Regions from separate parts of the Zea mays genome. Here region 1 is linked to region 2. Evidence: chromatin contacts called from public Hi-C data. All regions are on one chromosome and are shown on one strand. The core of a region is the stretch at or near the end of the contact, and the rest is flanking DNA. Distances in the headings are between cores, read along the strand shown.

Region 1 (5,301 bases), core at 1,609-4,108, 170 kb before region 2:
GCAGGCACAAGGATGGGGACAGTGGCCAGGACAAGCTCCAGCGTCGCAGCCACCCGGGACCGGTGTTGGGTGGACGCAGGCACCTCCAGGCACTTGGACGCCTCCACCACCCCAAGGATCGCAGCCAGTCCGGGGATGGGTGCCACCGGTCTTCCAGCCACCGGCGGGCTCTCAGCCATTTCAAGCGTGGATGCCACCGCCACCGACGGGGTGGGTGCCACCACCTCTGGGGTGGCCAGCACAACAGTACCCGTGGATGCATGCAGGATCACAGGTGACGTTCCATGTTTAATTTTATGCAAATCGTGACCAAACATTAGGGATAGCAATACACAACCTTATTTGAATGCTTGATGAATTGCAGGGTTCAGTGTCAAATGCTCAGGGATCGGAGGGTGCTGCCAACGTCCAAGGCTTCCTCGTCCATGGTTCTGGAGGGAGTGGCCACCTTCCTGGTGGCGGAGGAGGGAGTGGCCAAAACTCCCACAGCCCGCAGGAGTGAGTTTGATTATAGACTATGTATGGACTATGTATACACTTTATTATAGATGTGATTATGGTATTGAAACTGTATGAACTGTATGAACTATGTATGGACTATGTTTGAAACAATTATGGTATTGCTTGTGAATGTGGTTTGTGAAATCTGTATTGCTTGTGAAATCTGTATATGTCATTGTGGATTATGTGTATTTTGCTGTGAATTAAAAGGTGCAGAAAAATCTGTTTTGGGGGGGTATCATTAATTTTCGTCGGCCTGTTCGGAGGCCGACGAAAATACAACAGCTATTTTCGTCGGCCAAAGAGGCCCATGAAAATAGCTGCTGTAGCTGCTGTATTTTCGTCGGCCACAGAGGCCCACGAAAATGGCTGTTGTATTTTCGTCGGCCCAAGAGGCCCACGTAAATAGCCTGTGTATTTTCGTCGGCCTTGGACAAACCGACGAAAATATGTTATTTTCGTCGGTGCCGACGAAAATAGTTGCTTATTTTCGTCTAACATATTTTCGGCGGCTATTTTCGTCGGTATGCCGACGAAAATAATCTATTTTCGTCGGTTTAAGCTTTTTTTCGTGGGTTTTTGGCCCATGAAAATTTAGGCGTTTCCTGTAGTGTTTATGCACCTGTAATACATGAATACTTGGCAAACTAGTTAGTCCATGTGTTTGCGTTGGTCATTCAACCACCAAAATTAATTGTGAGAAAAGGTTAACCCTATTTCCCTTTTAGCACTGCATCGTCATTGTTGGGGACTTGTTCTAAAATGCTATGAGTTAAGAACAAGGCAACACAAAATATTAAATGTTAATGTCCTTCATCCTTCGAAGCATTATTTCCCTTAGGATATAACGATCTTCAGACGAAGGTCATGAAGGACGTACCTCCATCATCACAGTATATATTAATGAAAGACAAAGCATATGAAACATGAAAGATAACATAAATAATCATAAACATCATTGGCATCTTTGTTATATAACCATGAATAGATAAGAACAATACTTAATTACATTTGTACCTTCGGCTTGACAGAAGGCAAAAATCCAAGTGTGACGCACGAGCGAATACAAGTCAGCGTGAATAGTATGGGGGTACTGTTCATCTATTTATAGGCACAGGACGCAGCCTGTGAGAAATTACATTCATGCCCTTTACATTTATTATTGACTTATATTCAATTCTATGAGGACTAGATAGCCTTTTCCCCTTTAAGTCGGTTCCTTTTTCCACCATTTAGCCGAAGCTCCCTTGCGTGTAGCTTCGGAGCAACTCACAACCTTCGTCACGATCATGCTTTTTACATCGTTCATGTTTGTAGCCCGAGTCCGAAGGTACCTGTTCATATATCACACTTAAAAGATATTGTTACATCACGCTTTTGAGGACCTTCGGAGGACGAAGGCCCCCAACAGTCATCCTCTCCGGTGGTAACGACGACCTCATCCAGCTCCATGATGGTCGCAATCTGGGCCCGGTGTCCACCTCGACGGTCTCGCCATGGTCGTCTGAGCCTGGTGCGGGATCTGTGGATCTGATGAGCAGGTTTGACTTACCAAAGGCGGAGTCCCCGGTGAGCACCACCTTGAAGAGGATGTCGCGGGGGGGGGGGGGGGGGGAGGGGGGGTCCGCGGACTGCTTACCTTCCATAGATGGAGATCGGCGTGCGTGGTGGGGAAGCACCCCCGATATCCGATCAGCTTTCATCATTGGATTGGGGCGGGCGCGGAGGGCGAGGATGTTGGTGGCGGCCATGGCGCGGTGGATCCATTGATGGAGCGAGGCGTGCGCGGAGGGCCCGTTTTAATAGCGCCATGCTAGGCGCGACCGCGCCCCGCTCACCTTCCATCGATGATTTGCGACGGGCATGGTGGGGGAGGATGTCGGGGTGGGACAGACTAGGGCGTGCACGATAAGATCCTGGACAGGGAGCAGAGGTGGAGGATGTTGAGGGGCAGGTAGCCGATGATGGTGGCGACGAAAGCGTGACCGAGATCCAGGGGAGCGTTGGGAGGCAGAACTATGGCGCACGGTGTGGACGTCTACAAACCGTGCTTGTAGAGTAGTAGGGATTTAAGGCTTTACTGTTGGAGCGAAGTGTTTTATTGGTGTCCTAAATTGTACAAAATATATTCATATTAAATTATATGATGTTTTTTATAGGTCACATCGTTGGAGATACTGTTAGCTCATTTAAAGGTTAAAGTGATAAAATTAGTCGAGATGAATCTTTTCTTTCCGGACTCACCAATAAAATCGCGACGGACGAGATTTACCAACAGCCAACCAGGGAAGATGTTTATGCCACGTCATGTCGCGCCAAAGCTTGTCAAATACAGCGGTCCCACATCAGTACGTCACCAATCGAACTGAATGGACCAGTCGACGTCATCGCCTCCCTCGCCTATCCGCTCGGCCGTTGGCGCTCACCAAAACCACCCAGAAGCCTCCGCTTGACCGCTTCACTCGCTTTCCGCCCGCCGCGCCATGAGCGCCGCCGCCTGCCTGTTCGCTGCCGCCGTCTCCCTATCATTCCCGTCGACCTCCGCACCCTCTTCCGCAAGACGCCGCCGCCTCCGGAGCCCCACCACCCTCCTCCGCTGCTCCCCGACTCGCCGCCGTGGGCCGGTCCGGCGGACACTCGACGAGCGGCTGCTCGAGGCCGCGCCGGCGGAGACCGAAGACGTCCAAACCGCTGTTGATGTAGAGGATGGAGGAGGGATCGCTGAGGGCGATGAAGTGGGAACAGAGGAGATGGAGGAGCTGGAGCAGCGACCGCCGACGAGGGCTTTCGTGAAGAGCAGGCGGCAGCGGCAGGAAGAGGAGGAAGCCGCGGCGGGGCAAGACCGGTTCAAGCTCATCAATGGCAAAGAGGTAGCGGATTGCGTAGCTTCAGCTGCTTGCTTTTGTTGCTCCGACAGGCCCGCTTGGCGCCGGCCTGTTTGACAGATTGGGCGGTTTCTACTCAGCGTGTGGAGAATATGATAACCTGCAGCGATCCATCAAATTCACCGGAGAGAACTTTTGATTGTTACATCCCCGCTAGATATTTTGGGCCGTGACATGAACAATAGAGCTGTGAGTTGGTGTTACCTGCCAGTTTCATCATGTCTGATTTCTGAACCTGTGGACCTGGCTACCTGCAGATATTTCAAGAGAAGGCTTATCTGGTTGGTGTTGAGTGCAAACGGACAGGAGGGAACCTGTTCGGCATAGAGGAGTCCCTTAAGGAGCTGGAGCAGTTGGCTGATACGGCGGGCCTTCTGGTAGTCGGCTCAACCTATCAGAAGTAAGCTTCTGTTTGACGGGAACATCTCGACTGAGCCTGCACTGTGCTCTACTAGCAATCGTGGTTACACGTTCTCACCATAGATAAGATGGGACACCACGGAAAAACTGAGATGCCTGGTCAATCTAATTCGTGGTCCACAGAAACTTCACGGGCAACTTGGATAGATGAAATGATACTGTTAGTTCAGATTTTCAAAATGTACTCTGCAGCTGTTAGGGCCTAAGAAGGCCCACGGAGGACTGCAGCAGCAGCAACGATGGGCCCTCGAAGGGGATTAGATAAGGATAGTTAGAAATAAGATTAGAAGTTTGGTTGAGATTATTTAGAAGATTAGTTGAGATTATCTAGGAAGGTTTCTTGGATAGATGAAATGCTACTGTTAGTTCAGTTTTTCAAAATGTACTCTGCAGCTGTTAGGGCCTAAGGAGGCCCACGGAGGGGCTGCGGCAGCAGCAACCATGGGCCCTCCAAGGGGATTAGATAAAGATAGTTAGAGATAAGATTAGAAGTTTGGTTAAGATTATTTAGGAGATTAGTTGAGATTATCTAGGAAGTTTATCAGTTAGTAGTTTGTTGAGAGTTTTTAGAAGAGTTTTAAGGAGATAGAATCTCTAGCTAGATAGGGGCGGCTAGCCGGCCTATTTATGTAATCAATGAATGAGAAATAAAACAGACAAGAATTAGAAGGGAGAAACTCTCCTCTTGCTCGACCGTGGGCAGAGGCCCCCGGCCGGCGTTCCTGCCCATCGATACCCTCTCCATCCCCTCACCGATCTAGCGACCATAACATCTGGTATCGGATAGCTTGAGTTTCGATCTGATCCCATGGCTTCTGCTGCCAATTTCGCGGCGTCATCCTGGCAACCGGCGTCCCCGTCTCCATAGACTGCGCCGCATGTCACCTTCGTCACGCCGTCCTGGCAACCGACGTTCCCATCTCCATGGGCTGCGCCGCATGCCACCTTGGTCACGCCATCCTGGCAACCGGCGTCCCTATCTCCATGGGCAGCATCGCCTGCCAGTTTTGTCACAACATCCTAGACGCCGGCGTGCCCATCTATAGGGACAACGCCAAATTTCGTCACATCATCTTCGTTGACGGCGTCTCCGTCCCCATGAGCTACGCCACTAGGGGCAGCCACGGCTCAGCAATCAGCCAATCACCAGCTCCGTCGATGGGGAACTTGTGGACCAACATAAGGGCTGATCTCGCAAAGATGCAAGCCACGCTGCAGAAGGTTGAGCAAGGGCTGCTGCAAATCAAGGCAGCAGTGCAACATGAGCAGCACCAGCTGGCGTTGTCCGCACGGCTCCAGACGTCGGCGGCTGTGGGCCTACAAGCTGCTGCTCCTGGCTTCCTTGCATGACGGAGAGTGCGGGAGATGCGTCGGCATATGCTCGAGGCAGCCTTGGTGACGGTTGACCTCGGCACACGGGGGCGCGACCTCGCCCTGTCGGATGGCCATCAGCAGCGGCACCGGGCCGCTATCTCCAAGTGCGAGCATGGTACGT
Region 2 (5,054 bases), core at 359-2,858:
TACCGTATGAAGCTCCTTCTCACCCTTTCATTGTTGTGCAAAGTAATTAAATACTAAGGTGACAATCTTCACAATGTCCAAGAATCAAAACAAACGCCTGGGTATTTTCATGGGAAAAAAATTTGGTGCAGACCAGATGCAGACCAGAATGTTTGCAGCCCCCCACAAAAAAGAATATAGACCTTACCTGTAGGTCCATCAGATAATGTTTTAGTTGTGTTATTGCTGCTATGGGTGGGTCTATCTTCCTTTTTGTGAGGGACTGCAAACATTCTTGTTTGTAGATGACCTGCACCAAATTTTTTTTCCATTTTCATGGCATTGTCCCTCAAGCTGCGCAAGTCACATAACTGAATGCAATGTTTGGTCTAAATGGTGTGATGACCGAACTTAAGTTTTCAAACTGACACTGTACGAGGTAAATAAGACAAATGAAACATGATAACCTTGCGCCTCGTTTGGATCCTTGGAATTCAATTTCATTCTAATAATCGTGATTTAGACATAAATCAATTAAGCTAATATGATTTTTATAGAAAGTATTTGTATATTATTGCTAACCATATGAGAGAGATATTTATGTGCTACATTTCTATCATAGGGGACTAAGTTGAAGAGCGTGTTATAAGTTGCAGAGTAGAAACATAGACTAGTGATATATAAAATCAATTTCAACTCTCTCATCCTATGAATTTGAGTCTTATATCTAAACTTTGGAAAGTGGTAAAATGTCAAATTCCAAACAAATAGCATACTTTATCAAGTAGATTCCAATTTCTTTAAAATGGAGGGATCCAAACACCCCTTAAAAGAAAAGGGGAGGATCATTTACCATGGAACCTACTGATTTTCTAATCATCAATTTCTCATCATCAAAGTGCAACATAGCATCTAGTCATCATAAATTGATCAGAACATGACCAATATGGCTAAATTACCATAGCAAAGGCAATTAACAGAAGAAGACCTATGTGGCTAAATCACTATTGCAAAGGTTTATCTTTCCTCTGTAGAGAACAGAGCACCCAAATCGGCATCACAAATCTGACAAATTGTCTGAATTTTCCCAGAAGATGGCAAGGGGCGACATACCTCGGGGAGCCACCGGTCGTCCTCGGCGTCAGCGAGCACGAAACTGGCGGAGCCACTGGCACCGTCTTGGAGCTCGCGAACGAGGCCCTGCAAAGAGGCGCACAGGCGGCAGCGCGGGGAGTAGAACTCCAGCACCGTGGCGGGCCTCCCGCTCGCGAGCGATGCCGCCAGGGCGCGCTGTTCAGCGTCCCCGCGGTCCACCTCCACCACCGCGGCACCCGTGCGCCTCTGAACGCCCCTTACTCCTCCGCTGGGAGAAGAGGCGGGGGAGGGGATGTCGCCGGCGATGAGGAGGCCCTGCGCGAGGGTGCGGATGGACTTGAAGAGCCAGGGGAGCTCGAGGTCGCCGCAGGGGCTGGGGCTGGAGCTCGCCGATGGGATAGGATTAGGGCCCCACGGCCATTTGAAGCAGACGAGGGGAGGAGGCTTGCCGGCGGCGCCCATCTCCGGTGGATGGCCGAGGGGGGGGGGGGGGGGGGGGGGGGTGTCAACGGACTGGCGGAGGGAAGATGTGAGGCGCACGGCCATTTTGTTTTAGTTTTTTTTGTTGTTGCAGAAGTCACTGGCACAAGGGCCGTAAGTGACTGATGTTGGGCCATCTGTTAGTGGCGCAGCAAAGCCCAGACATTCAAGAGGAGGACATTGGCCCACATCTCACTTCGGGTCTGTTACAGGCCTCAATATCTTATGGGCTCGGGTACGTACTTGTTTAGCAGTGTTGATTGGATTGGGCTTCCAGGTTTCCTTCTGTAGCCCGCGTCTTCTCACGGTTCGATGGAGCTTTTGAGCCTTCATTTTCCCGCCTAACCACCTTTGTTTAATTATTTGCAAGAGTAAAGTTCAAATCCCGCGCCGGGTTTCTTCAACAAGTTCTTTTTTAGAAAAAGGGAATATATAATTCCGCCGCATGAAGTTGTCTAACATATATCGACTAAGAAAGGTAGTCCCAACAGCAGCAACATAACAAGGATAATCCCAAGTCCCAACAGCACAAACATAACATGTTAATCCAAGGCAGAGACAAAACACAAGCTACTAAAATGTGATCCTGCTAGAAAAGTTCCATCCATTGGAAGCGAAAATCTGCATCATGGTCGTTTCAAGCAGACGACATCCAGTTTTATTTGTGGTTTGTCTTCTCCCTTTAGCATTATTGCCCACTCCCTCATCCGGTACGTTCTTCTGAAGACTACATGCAAAGGAGTAGGCACTTGTGCACTGTTAAAAATAATATCATTTCTACATAACCAAATTGTCCAGTAAAAGACACAAGTTCCGAACCAAATCTTGTTCCTAAGGTTCCCATCTACCCCTTCCATCCACCTTCCAAACATATGTTGTATGCTTCTAGGTGGTAAGATATTAAAGGAGACATGAACACACAGCCATACACATCTAGCAATATAGCAATAAAAAAGGTGTTGAATGAATTCATCTAAAATACATGCAACACACTTTAAACTTCCTTTCCATTGCTTTTTTTGCTAGGTTGTCTTTGGTAAGGACTATGTTCTTGATAAGATACCATATAAAAACCTTTATCTTTAGAGGAATCCTAAGTTTCTATATAGGATGTCTTCTAGGTGTAATATGCGGCATTATAAGAGTTGGATACATTGACCAAACCATGAACCGACCATGCTGATGTAGAGACCACTCGAATGTGTCTCTCTTATTAGTTAGTTGAGTATTCATAACCATGGTTGTAAGTTGCTACTACATTTGCAAACTTTTTATTTGGCCACCACTGTTTTCTGAAAACTTTTTATCTTCCAAATTGTTACCACTACATTTGCAAAAACCCTCTTAACAGCTAAGAGGAGAAAAAGTATTTATTCCAAAGGGGAGAATGATTTCAGGGGGACCTTTTATTTGGCCAAAGGAGAAGTATTTTGAAAAAGGGGGAGCATCTTCCAAAATTGAAAATGTTTTTTTGAAAAATTCTATTCTTATACCTCAGGACAATTGCAAAATAATTTGAAAAGACTTTTCCAAAAGATTTGCAAAAAAACAAGCTAAGTGGTGCAAATGTGGTCCAAAATTTTAACTATATCAAAACATTCATATGTACTTAGAACTGATTTCACTTCAGTAATTTATGCACTCTTGTCAAAATTGCAAACTAATTACATTTCTGCACTTTATACTTGCTTTGGTTTGTGTTGGCATCAATCACTAAAAATGGGGATATTGAAAGGGAAATGACCTTTACCATTTTCTCTAAATTGATTTTGATTATTGATGACCATTACAACCTAATGGACTAACCAGTTTGCCTAGTTGATTGATTCTCAGGTGCATAAGTCCAACCATCTCAATTCTAAATCGACTGTCCGGAATACCGTAGATTATTCTAAACAGGAGAGCTTTTTGGAGAATTCACCTATGCGCGTATCGTCCGGGCTCTTCTGGCGGACTGTCCGCGACACCTCAGTGAGCCTCAAATAGGAACTATGCAAATCTCAAGACTTCTACCACGGACTGTTCGAAGGAGAGAAGAGTAGCGTCCGAGACCAAGCGCGGAGCGTTCGGACCTTAGGCACAGACCGTCCACCCATTGGAATCTAGATAAACCTGAAAGTGCTAGATTCAGTAAAATTCATTTTAGCATCCCCACAGACCATCTGGGGTGCACGCCCAGACCGTGCGCAACTGCTTTATCTAACATTTGACGACACATTTAATGCACTTATAGCTGTTGATATAGCCATTACTGCTGACCGTTGTGATTTCAGTCGTTGATGTGTGTAGGAGCGGATCGTCCGGGCTAGGAGCGCGGACCGTCCGTGGTTGGCAGAAAGTGGGCAATGGCTAGGAAGTGGTTGGTGGCTATAAATATAACCCCAACCACCTCCATTCACTCCATCCAGCATTCCATTCATCCTCATACAATACAAGAGCAAGCACTTCATCCCAAGACACATTGAAAGCTCCCAAGCTTCTCCAAGTGCCATAATTGTGACTAGTTATCGTTAGTGATTTGTGACTTGGAAAGTCTTGAGAGAGTGTGATCTTATGTTTTTCTTGTTGCTTGGCTTTCTTGACCGTGCTTTCTTCATCTCCTTCTAAACTCTCAAGTGACTTATAAAGCTAGCAAGAGACACATAATTCTATGGTGATCCTTAAGGGTCTAAGTGACCCTCGAGATTAAGAAGAAGCATGCAACCGGTCTAATTAAGTGACCGTTTGAGAGAGAGAAAGGGTTGAAAGAGACTCGACCTACGTGGTCTCCTCAACGAGGAGTAGGTTCTTCAGAATTGAACCTCGAGAAACAAATCGTCATGTTCATTTGTGTTGATCTTTACCTTGTGATTTGATTCTTTCTCTCCCCTCTCTCTAAAGTGCTCTTGCTTATTCTTTTGAGTTAGCTTCCAAAGTAAATCTGCACATTGATTGAGCAACTCGTGGCAAGAAGAACCATCTTCTGCACTCCGATTTCATTATTACTCTTTCTAATGCTAACTTCGGGTGAAGTTCATGTTCAAAATTTATAATTTTCAGGTTTTGTCTATTCACCCCTCTAGGTGACTTTCAGTTTGGATAGAAGGGAGATAAGAGTTTTCTCGTTTACTGTAACAAGAAATACTGCCAAATTCTACTCCTATATCACTAGTTCTTGCTACATAGATATTTTATTTAGATATTTGGATCTGTGTTTTTTCTATTATGTGTTGGCATGTTTTTGAAACCAATGGATACATGGACTACTTAAATGCCTTTTTCAAATTGTTCACTTTGTTTCTAAGAATACAGAGTTATAAATACCAATATGCGCTATATATGGGTTATTCACTCTGTTTTTACAAATACAGAGTTATAAATACTAGTTATAAATATAGTTGTACCATTCACTTTGTTTTTAATCCAACTCTACACTTATACACAACTATATATGGTGAGAAGAAAATATTTAATTGCTGCTGCAAAACCTTGGATAGAGTAGTTGCCCTTTTTAGCACGTG

What was found. Hi-C and Micro-C count contacts between places; a contact is called where the count stands out from the background.
Region 1: a contact with region 2 is called in a Hi-C map of ear, with 2.0 times the contacts expected there. The contact joins the promoter of LOC100281675 here to the promoter of LOC103652812 in region 2. A contact is called at or near these places in 2 of 25 Hi-C or Micro-C datasets (ear and tassel).

What each region holds. Positions count from the first base shown.
Region 1 is chr4:10,565,514-10,570,814 of Zm-B73-REFERENCE-NAM-5.0, reverse strand. LOC100281675 (GTP-binding protein hflX) reads left to right here and starts at 2,858. Exons shown (of 13, transcript NM_001154595.2): 1 at 2,858-3,371; 2 at 3,644-3,786. The coding sequence starts at 2,985.
Region 2 is chr4:10,393,763-10,398,816 of Zm-B73-REFERENCE-NAM-5.0, reverse strand. LOC103652812 reads right to left here and starts at 1,608. Exons shown (of 2, transcript XM_020552456.2): 1 at 1,093-1,608. The coding sequence starts at 1,536.